2 separate regions of the Sminthopsis crassicaudata genome follow, and region 1 is linked to region 2. Evidence: chromatin contacts called from public Hi-C data. All regions are on one chromosome and are shown on one strand. The core of a region is the stretch at or near the end of the contact, and the rest is flanking DNA. Distances in the headings are between cores, read along the strand shown.

What was found. A called contact is a pair of places that touch in the nucleus more often than the background predicts.
Region 1: a Hi-C map of fibroblasts shows a contact between it and region 2, with 4 times the contacts expected there. The contact joins the promoter of JADE3 here to the promoter of LOC141561133 in region 2. A contact is called at or near these places in 2 of 2 Hi-C or Micro-C datasets (fibroblasts and hippocampus).

Annotation. Positions count from the first base shown.
Region 1 is chr3:242,282,863-242,288,064 of ASM4859323v1, reverse strand. It overlaps JADE3 (jade family PHD finger 3), which reads left to right and starts at 2,470. Exons shown (of 12, transcript XM_074300279.1): 1 at 2,470-2,626.
Region 2 is chr3:242,034,418-242,039,351 of ASM4859323v1, reverse strand. It overlaps LOC141561133 (regucalcin-like), which reads left to right and starts at 3,332. Exons shown (of 7, transcript XM_074300274.1): 1 at 3,332-3,537.

The sequences.
Region 1 (5,202 bases), core at 1,221-3,720, 250 kb before region 2:
GTTACCTACACATTTTACCTATATGTTACCTATAAATTAAGAGAATGCTAAGATCCCTGAATTGGAAGAGACCATAGAGGTCATCCAGGGCAATGTGTATTTGAATAAGAATTACCTTTTCAAAATCCCAGCCTTCCACTCTTTGCTTAAAGACCTGTAATGAAAGGAAATCATTATCTTCTGGGATAATCCATTCCATTTTTGGATAGTTCTAATTGCCAGGAAGTTTTTCTTATATCATTCCTATATTTACCTCTTCAATTTCCATGTATAGTATTCCCACCTTTGCTTATATTTGCTTCTTTTACTATAGTCTAATACTGCAATATCACAAAACTTCTGCAAAGACCTCTGTAAAAGTGACACAGAGTGAAGAAAACAAAACCAGTACAACATATTGACTACCACTTTTAAAATTTAAAAGCCTCTGGCCAAATACAATAAATGACACTGGTTTGTGTATTATCAGCCACTATCCCTCTATCATGTTTTGTTATATTCAGTGTTTTGGGGGGGAATGTGTGGTAGTTGATGATTTGTCTGATGTCACATCAAAGTTTTTGAATTAAAATGTTTTTTCAAATGTAGGGCCACAGTGGTTTATTTGCTGATAGCATCTATTAATTGTTAAAGGAGCAGAGGCTTACAAAAGTCTCTCTTATAGATTACAGGTTAGCCATTCTATGATTTCTCCCCCCTAGCTTTTTACACCTCTTTGCTTTTGTATCAGTCGTCCTCCATGTATGGAATCATTTCGCTTCAACAACCCTGTCTGCTGACATATTTTCTTGCCTGAGAGGTCTGCCTCAAATGCAATTATCATCTCGAAGTTTTCCTTGATCCAGAAAACACTAAATATTTGATTTAGAGTTAGTCAAAAAGGAACTTTTTTTTTTTTACATTGTTTACAACACATCATTTTAAGGTGAGGAGGGCTAAATGACTGCACAAGATCACACAGGAGATAGGGAAATCAAAGCTGAGATTTGAATCCAGTTACTTTGCCTTCATATTCTGGGCTCCCAGTGAGTTGATAAAAAGGTGAAGAAAAGTTTTCAATCCCCAATTCAACTTCTTGATTTTCAAGCAAAATGAAATAATGTGTGCTGACTTTCTTTTCTTCTGGGGTCATATTTATGCTTTCTATTTCATTGAATATATCTTTTTCTGAAGAAAGTTTTTAAAAATCGTGACCAGAGTACATTAGATTAACCGTTTTCCCATTTGTACATAATACTTGTAACCATTTAGTGTGAAGAACTTGCATTTTGCTTTTTAATCGACCAAGAGGGTCCATTATATTTAATTATACTAGTGAAAAGTACCATGTGAGTTAATTATGATCTTAAAGGACTTATTTCTAAGAAGACAAATCTGGCATTTCATCACTTAAACACTGTTATATGTCATTGGTACTCAGGTTCTAATAAATGTATTCCGTTAAGAGCCACTTTGGCTCTATTTATTATTACATCCAATTAAAGCAGTGACCACCCCTCGCTCATCAGTGATTAAAAGGGATGATGTGTCTGAGACAGAAGCCTCATTAACGAAAACCCCGCTTTCCGGATTAGGTAACAAAACAGGTGGTTCCCCCTCCCCTTTTTTTCCTGCTCCATCTGTTCTCCCGTCCTTAACCCGCCCCCCTTTTAAACAAAGAAGAAGATAGCGCCCGTGTCTGGGAGGGGGCAGGACCCGAGAAATGACCCACCTGGCAGGGACCAGAGCAGGGCGTCTGCTAGAGTGGAGCCCTTCTCGGGAGGGTGGAGGAGGCGCGGGGACAGAGGTGCCAGTGTCCTAACTAGGAGGTGAAGGAGGCGCCTGTGGCCCGGTCCGGAACCGCCGAGGGGTGCGCGGAAAAGTTCGGGATGCCTTGCGTGTGAGTGGCGGCGTCCGAGGAGGAGGTGCTCACTTAGCGCTCGGCGTGTTGTGTGTGTGGAAGGCGGACGGGAGGCGGGCGGAGGCCGGGCGGGGCCGTGGCTCCGGGGCGGCCGCCTCGGCAGGTACGGGACCTATTAGGGGTAGGCGGAAAAAGAGTCTCCCTCAGCCTGAGCTCTCCTCCGGAGCGGCTGGCAGGAAGAGAGGGGAGCTCCGCGACCGAAGCCAGTCAATGAGGGAGAGTGTAGCTGGCAGGGAGGGAAAGGGAAGAGGCGGAGCGTGGGAGCCAGCGGTGTCAATAATACAATAGGGCTCTTGTGTGTCTGCCGCCGCCGCCGCCGCCGCCTCCTCCTGCTTGCTTCGAGGAGGAGGAGGAGGAGGAGCGGGAGCTGGAGCCCACCGGCTGCGGGGAGGGAGTGAGGGGGGAGAGGGAAAAGAAAAGGGGGCGGGGGCGCCCGGGGAGGAGACTCCGCTGCCTGCCGCTGGCAGGAGGAGTGGAGCAGCACCCGCCGAATAGGCAGGCAGACGCGGGCGGTCGGGAGAAGGGAGGAGGTGGAGGAAAAGGGGAGGGGTGGCGGGAAGGGAGGGGAGTGGGGGCTAGAGAAGAAAGCCAGCAAGCCCGGGCAGGCGGGGAGCGAAGGAAGCGAGCGTGGGGCAGGAATGAGACCGGGGAGAAAGCCCTAATTCCGCACCGGACTTACTGCACAGCCCTCGGCCAGAAGGAAGCCCGCCCGTATAAAGCCAGAAGGTAAGGCGCCCCGGGAGGGGGGGGGTGCCGGGCTGGAGAGGGAGGTAAGAAGACAGGGGAGGGAGGAGGTTGGGGGACCGGCCGCCTCCTGCCCTTGTCGGCCTCCTCCTCGGCCGGGGCCTGAGGGTGGAGAGGAATCGGTGAGGGAGGGAAGGAGGGCTGGAGGGTGACTGGTGCTCCTGCGGCCGCTGCCTAATGGAGACGGTGCCCGTGCAGCGCCGGGAGCGGCTCTGGCCTCGCGCTCGCCTTGCACGTTTGGGCTCCTCCGGCGGCTCGAGACTGGCGGCGGTGCCCGGCGGGTCGGCCGGCCGGCCCGCCCTCTGCCGCTCTGCCTCGCACTGACCCCGCCGCCCGCCCGGTGTCAGCTCAGCCCCGGCTCCAGGCGAGCCTCCTCCGCCCCGGCTTTGGGGGGCACACGAGATAGAGACCCACTATGTGTGTGCGCGCGTGCTCGTGCTCTCATGTGTGTTTCAGTCCTTGCACCAGGCTGGAATTTAGCGCCGGAGCCACTGCGGCTGCTTGGCTTGTGCAGGGGGAGGCGGGGGAAGAGGAAGAACAGGGCTGGCCGCCGCCGCCCCTCACCCCTTTCATCCCCCTCCCCCTTTTCTCCCGTGTCATCTTAAGTATCTGGGCCCTCACTCACCTCCTCCTGCTCCTCCTCCTCCCGGCTCGCTGCTGTCCTGCAGCTCGGCACTCTCCTCGCTCTGTCTCCACCCCCTTTCCCTCACGCCACTCACCCTGTTGGCTTGGGGCAGGCGGGCTATCGGACTGGAAGCTGGAGGGCTGCGGCCCAAACAGCGGCGGGAGCAGCAGCCGGACCCCGGAGAAGAGGACCGCTTTGTAGAGTCGGGCCCCGCGGCCCGCGGGATGCTCCGGACTTTGGGGGACTGCTGAGAAAAGCCGAAGTAGAAGAAAAGGGGAGGAAGAGAGAGGGATTGGGAGGGGGCGCAGTAGGGATTCTGAGGTTAGAGGGGTCGGGGGGGGGGGGGAAGGGGGGAAGGAAAGCACAGAGTTTTGAGCCACTTGCACTGTTAGCTCTCTCGGTGGGAGAGTGTTAATTTGTGCCCTTGAGTGCACCAGCTGTGAGGTCTCCTAGTGCCAACAAAGAAATAGCAAGAGGCAGCTCCGTAACCGGCAGGACTTTTAACTTTCCCTCCTTACGGTCAGCCACTGTTGTTCTTGAATTAGTGTGGCCGGCCTGCTGTTTCCACGAGTGCTCACGCTTGGGAGAGCCCCGTTTGCAAAGACATTCTTCAACCCTCCGGGGCACTGGAAACTTTTCCCCCCGACGTGCGTGCTCGGTTCTTCTGCACTTGGTTTTTGCTTCTTTCCTGCAGGAATGTGGGACGGTCTATTTAAAAATAACCCTTCCTTTTGAAGCCAGATGACAGTAGGTGAAGTGTGCTTTAAAATGGTACAGGACAGCTCATTAACTTCAGCATGTCTCCGTGCATTGTAGGAAGAGAGGGTGGTAGCTGGCACTCGTTGTTAAACACTTATCGAAGGTTTATTAAGTATTGCACTTGGCTGAGCGTGATGAGAAATAGGCGGATGAATAAAATACTGCTCCTGCCCTCAGTTTAAAATCTGTTAGATAAGAGAGATGAAGATGATGTAAAACATATAAATAAATACATTGCAGGAATTACAAAGTGCTTTAAGAAGTCAGGAGGACTCTGATTTGACAGTAAAGGTAAGAGATCTAGGAAAGTTATACGGAAATGATGAAGTGTATTAGACAGCTATATAAAATCTTTAAAGAAGAAATCCTAATATCTTTTGGTGGGGGAAAGGGAGAGAGCATTTCTTTACATCCTAGTAGGAAAGGAAAAAAAGCCATGCATGTTAAATAATTACGTTAGGACTTTTTTTTCAGGAAGAGTAATTGCATGTTCTGTCAAATATTTAGCTGATCTGTGGCATACTAGCAAAGATTGTAGGAAACTTTTGGGGTTATTTCGGATACTTCCTTCCCTTCCCCCTCCCCTAATTGAATTGTAAGGAAATCCTTTGCTCCAATTGTGTGAAAGTTTACTTTTATACATTTAGTTCTTCAATAGAGGATGAAACACTTCTTGACTTGCCAGAACCTCTGTATCCAAATCCTACGTTATATGGTTTTATAGGAAATCCAAAGAGATGTGATTATTCAACCATTTAACTCCACAGCAGGGCTGTAATGCTGAAATGGTAAACATTACAGAAAGAAGCCTTGGAGGTGAGAAGACCCATCTGTCTTTCCAGGAACACAGAAATTGTCATCTCGTCAAGGAACCCGGCTTAAAGCTGCCCTTAAATCAACCCTCTACTTCCTACAGTCTGTCAAATGGATGAAAAATAATTTAAATAAAACTAATTTGGACAAGTATGTTTTAGTCTAAACGGACAAGTACATTTTTTTCCCATCATCAATGATTGTGATTAGTTAATGACTTTTTTGGAGAACTTCAAGATTGATCAGGAGTATTTTAATCATGACTGGAGTGAAAGCAGTCAGGCACATATTATTACTATGACTTTACAGATGAAGGACTGAAGTTGAGAAATCCAATTACTTTTCTAAAGTCATAGAATTA
Region 2 (4,934 bases), core at 2,083-4,582:
TGCTCCCTCAAATATTATGAGTGAAATAACCATTTCTCTCATATTAATACTCAGTTATTGAATTAGGAACAGGATTTTTTTCAAAATCCTCTACGTAGTTCAGTTTCTGAAAGACCGTGCTGATAATGAGATTGAATCAATTTTTTCCTCAATCTTGTTCAGACATCATCCAGATGGGGAAGTCCATTGTGGTTGATACTTTGGGTGGAAATAAGTTATTTGATTAGGTTACTTAAAGTTAGGTAATTTAAAAGTAAATGATATAATCAAAGTCACAGCTCCCCAGTTCCTTATTAGGATAGGTCCATCTCTCATTGTAATATTTATTCTTCTCACTGTTAGCTAATCAGAGTTGATTGCTACCCTCAGGAAAACTCATTCTTCCAAGTGTATACAAAATATAAACCCACCACCATGATTGATCTTTAGCATTTAGGAGGGTCACTGGTCCATTGTATTGTTAATATGCTAGCAATATTAATAAAATGATTAATTACCCAGAAACTTATATCTCTCAAATTTTTTAAACGTCATAGTTTCTAAGATCCTATATCGTTAATCTAGGGGAGACAATTTTTAGATTCAAGCTATACTCCTGAATGCCATTTTTTTATTTTTTAGAATTTATTTTATTTTTAAAAAGCAGAATAAGAAAAAAGAGAAACAAAAAAGGAATACAAAACAAAATAAAACAATCTTTTTTTTTTTTTTCAAGAGAACAATCTATTCTCTTGAACATTGTCATGTGCCCAATAAAACATCAGGGAGCTTTCAAAATACAGAACGATAAATTACCAATTCAAGAAAGTGTATATATATGAAATTATATTTATGATTGTCCTTATACACTTTTTTTTTTGTTCTTTGCTCCATATTTTTTTTTAACTTTCTTCTTTTTTCCGTCTTTCATCCCCTGCCACCCCTAACCAGGCCATAGTTAAGAAAGGATATATGTATGTATATATATGTAGATATATACATACAAACACACCTCACCCTCCCCAAACATATACATACACATATCTTTCCTATGCTTGCTGATTCTTTGTTTTAATTCTACTCCTTAACTTGCCTTGCTATTACTTAACCTTACCCTACCCATGGATCCTTCCTTTGTGTTCTTCCTTCACCCTTTGCTTCCCCATATGCCCAACCCTTCCCTCCTCCTTATTTCCTTATAGAGTTTAAAAAGTGCACCTTTCATGGTATATAAGTAACGTTGCCTATTTAACCAATTACCGATGTAATTAGGTCTTCAGAACTATAACTCCTCCCTCCCCCAATGCCTCTATGTCTATTCTCACTCTGCACCTCATTTATATAACAAAAAGTTACTGTTTTTACTTTAACTCTGCCCCCATTTTTTTTTTAGCTATGCTATTGTTGATGTCAATTTCAAACATATGATATACATTTCCCATGTTAAAAAAAAAAAGCTATAAACAATTTTTCCATGTTGAATTCCTTGAAATTGATCTTTGATATTGGCTCTTATATATTAAATTTTTTATTAATTTTTCTAATTTTCTAATAAATTTTGGGTTTGGTTGATAGAAAATCTGTAAGTATTAATAAGGAGAAAGTCCCATATAACTGGCTCTTTGAACCAAGAAATAGGTTTGAATCAATAAACTAATATTTCTTTCCTTCCTTCCTAGTTATCATTATCTCCATATTTTCCTTCAGATTAAAACTTATCTCTTGTAACAACTTATGAAAAATATACAAATCAGACCATTTCTGAGAATGTATATTAATTTCTTCACCTCTAATCTATCACCTTTCTTTCAAAAGGCAGGAAGCAGGCTTCTGCCATGAATCAGTCTTCAGGTATCAATTATTGTTCATTGCTCATATCCTTTTTGGATCTTTTAACAGTTCACAGATATCAATGCAACCTTAAGGCCATACATCTGTTATCCCTTGCTCTCTTCACATGATCAACTCATATGAACATTTGTTCCCAGACACGAACATTCTTTTATAACACTTCCTATAAAGAAGTCATCCTTGGGCAATAAGTTGCTATGCTTATTATGTGTATTTGTTATAAATATTTTCTTTTTCTTTTTCAATGAGGAGAGTGGTAGTGAGAAAAAAATATTTTTCTTCATTGAAAAAACAATTAAAAAAGAAGTTGTCATTGAAAATATGTCTTTCCATTGACTTTTGGCTCATTTGAGATTTTGATTCATGATTCATAGCCATATAGATACAGTAAATTAATATTACCAAATTAAACTAAATAGGTTATGCAACATGTTGAATTACCAGCTACGCTTCTCTAAGGCTGGACAAGCTCCAAAAAGATTAGGCTAATCCTTGTGATGGGTGATGTTTTTTCTATAATAGGATCTCTCTGAAGAAAGAAGCTAGTTTAGCTCCATCTTCCTAGCCTAATTGCACAAAATACCTCCAGACAAATCTCACTAGATAATTTGACCTCATAATTCATTTGAGTATATATTCCCTGAATTTTAATAGTAAAAATATTGAAATTGATTCTTAAATTTTTAGTCATTTAAGTAATAGAACGGTTGGTTAAAAGGGTGAATTTTACTAAGATAAATAGAGGATTGAAATATATTTTCTTCCAATGATAACTAAAGTGGATGAGATCCTAATTTCTTTCTTTACCTTGTACAGAGAGCTTAACCCAGCAAAAGGTGATTATTTCAACAGAATTTCTTGGTGTCTCATAATATGGCTGGGCTACTGGTATAGCTGGATAGCCAAGTGGAAAAATAATATACAGAAATTTATGGGAAATTCCATGGCACAAGGGTAAACATTTGCTATATTTTTATTGTGTGTGTGTGGGGGGGGGGGGTTAACTTAGCAAACTCAATTTATTGGTTCTTAATGTGAAGTCTGAATTACAAATGTAAAAATCAGAGATAAAGTGCAGTTACAAAGATGTCAAATAATATAAAAAATAAATGGAAGCTAATTTTATAGACCCTTTTAATTGACTATAATAAATGCAATAATAAGCCAGAAAGCTAAATTAGAAAAGATTACTATAATGATATCAGATAGCCAAACATTATCAGGCTAACTCTTTGGGGTTTCAATGGCAGTCAAGGAGAAGAGAATTCATTAACCTTAGGTGATAGTATTACTTCACCTTGGAACTAGAGTTTTAGTCCAGGAATCTACTGCACTCAGATGCATATATGATACATTGAAATGTCTGTGTCAGTGAAAGATATCCTGGATGTAACTATTGGTATTAATCTACACAGTGCCAGTCCTGGAGACTTCCTTTGGGCCCTTGAGCCTCCCCTATCTGTTCAGTCTAGAAAGGCATATTTGCCAGAAGCCTCAAGCCACAGCTGACAAGCTCTCATGGTGATGCAACATTTAGCTGTCAGGGAAACACCCTATTTCTAGGTTTCAGCATACTATTGCTGATCTATAAAGCCTCTATCTAGTCTCTCTTTATTACAGCTCCTACAGAAGTTATTCTCTCTCATCAAGTGATATCAAACCAAATATCTACTCAGATTCCAGCTGGTATTGGCACGTACTTTCAAGGTAAGAGCCAATGTTTCCAACGCCAGGCTGTAGATAGCAACTGCCTTTGTATTCTTTCAAAAAAGTCCAGTCAGTGATCTTAAATTGTGCTCATAGGGTCATAGCTTTGGAGTTGGAAGGGCTATTAATAGAGATATGATGTACCAATGTATTTTGCTCTGTGATGGTCGAGGTCGTGGCTGGAATATTGTCCATTTCTAGATACCACCTTTTAAGAAGGGTTTTGACCAATTAAAATCCATCTAGGGGAAAAATAATGAAGATGAGGGTGGGTCTGGAAATCATGTCATGTGAAGTATAAAGTAAAAGTAATTTATGTCTCTATATGGAAGAATCATTTGAATTTATTCTTAAAATGAACAGTGATTGACAAAGATTTTATTAAAAGAAACATGCATGAAGTATTGAGAAAATTCTTTATTTTAACCTCTAGACTTCTACCCAAACTCAAAATAATCACTTTTCTCCCCATTGATTGCATGTCAGTAACCTCATAGGAAAGGTCCAGTTATACCTATGTGAAATGGTCTTTTATGATGATATTATTGGTGGATTTTTTTTTATATCAACTAGATTTCCAAAAACATCCTTTTCCCTACAAAGACACATAACCCTATAACAAAGAATAAAAAAAGAGAAAATTAGCAGTTTAGTGAATGTTCAACACTCATTCCCCCATTTCTTTAAAAGAGAGAGAGAGAGAGAGAGAAAGAGAGAGAGAGAGAGAGAGAGAGAGAGAGAGAGAGAGAGAGAGAGAGAGAGAGGTAAATTTCCCCTTCCATTTCTTCTTCAGGGCCAAGTTTGGTCACCATAATTATAGATTGTTCAGTTTTATTGTTGTTGTTCTCTCCATTTACATTTCACTCATGGTATATTCCTGATTCAGCTAACTTCATTTTGAATCATTTCACTTAAGGAGTCCCATGCTTTTCTGTATTCTTTATATTTATCCTTTCTTACTATATAGTTACATCCCATTGCATTTATATACCACAATTTGTTGAGCTATTTGGGTACAATAATTTTGAGGTCAATGGGAAATTATGCTGACCAAAAACGGTTCTTCCCCCTGGCTGTCACAGCATCTGAAATGTTGTCAGTTGGCTTTTTTTTTTTTTTTTTTTTTGTCCTCCTCATCCTCATCCTCCTTCTCCTGTTCCTCTTCCTCCTCCTATTAGTCCCCTTCCTCCTTTTTCTTTTTCTCCTCTTCCTCTTCTTGCTCCTTCTCCTTTTCTTTCTCCTCCTCCTCCTCCTTTTTCCTTTTTCTCCTTTTTCTTCTGACTAAATAGGTTGCTCCATCTAGGAATTACTACTTGAGTTCTGGATTTGGCATCAGAAAGAACTAGATTCAAGTGCAACTATGAAATTTACTTGCTAAGTGACTATGATCAAGTCAT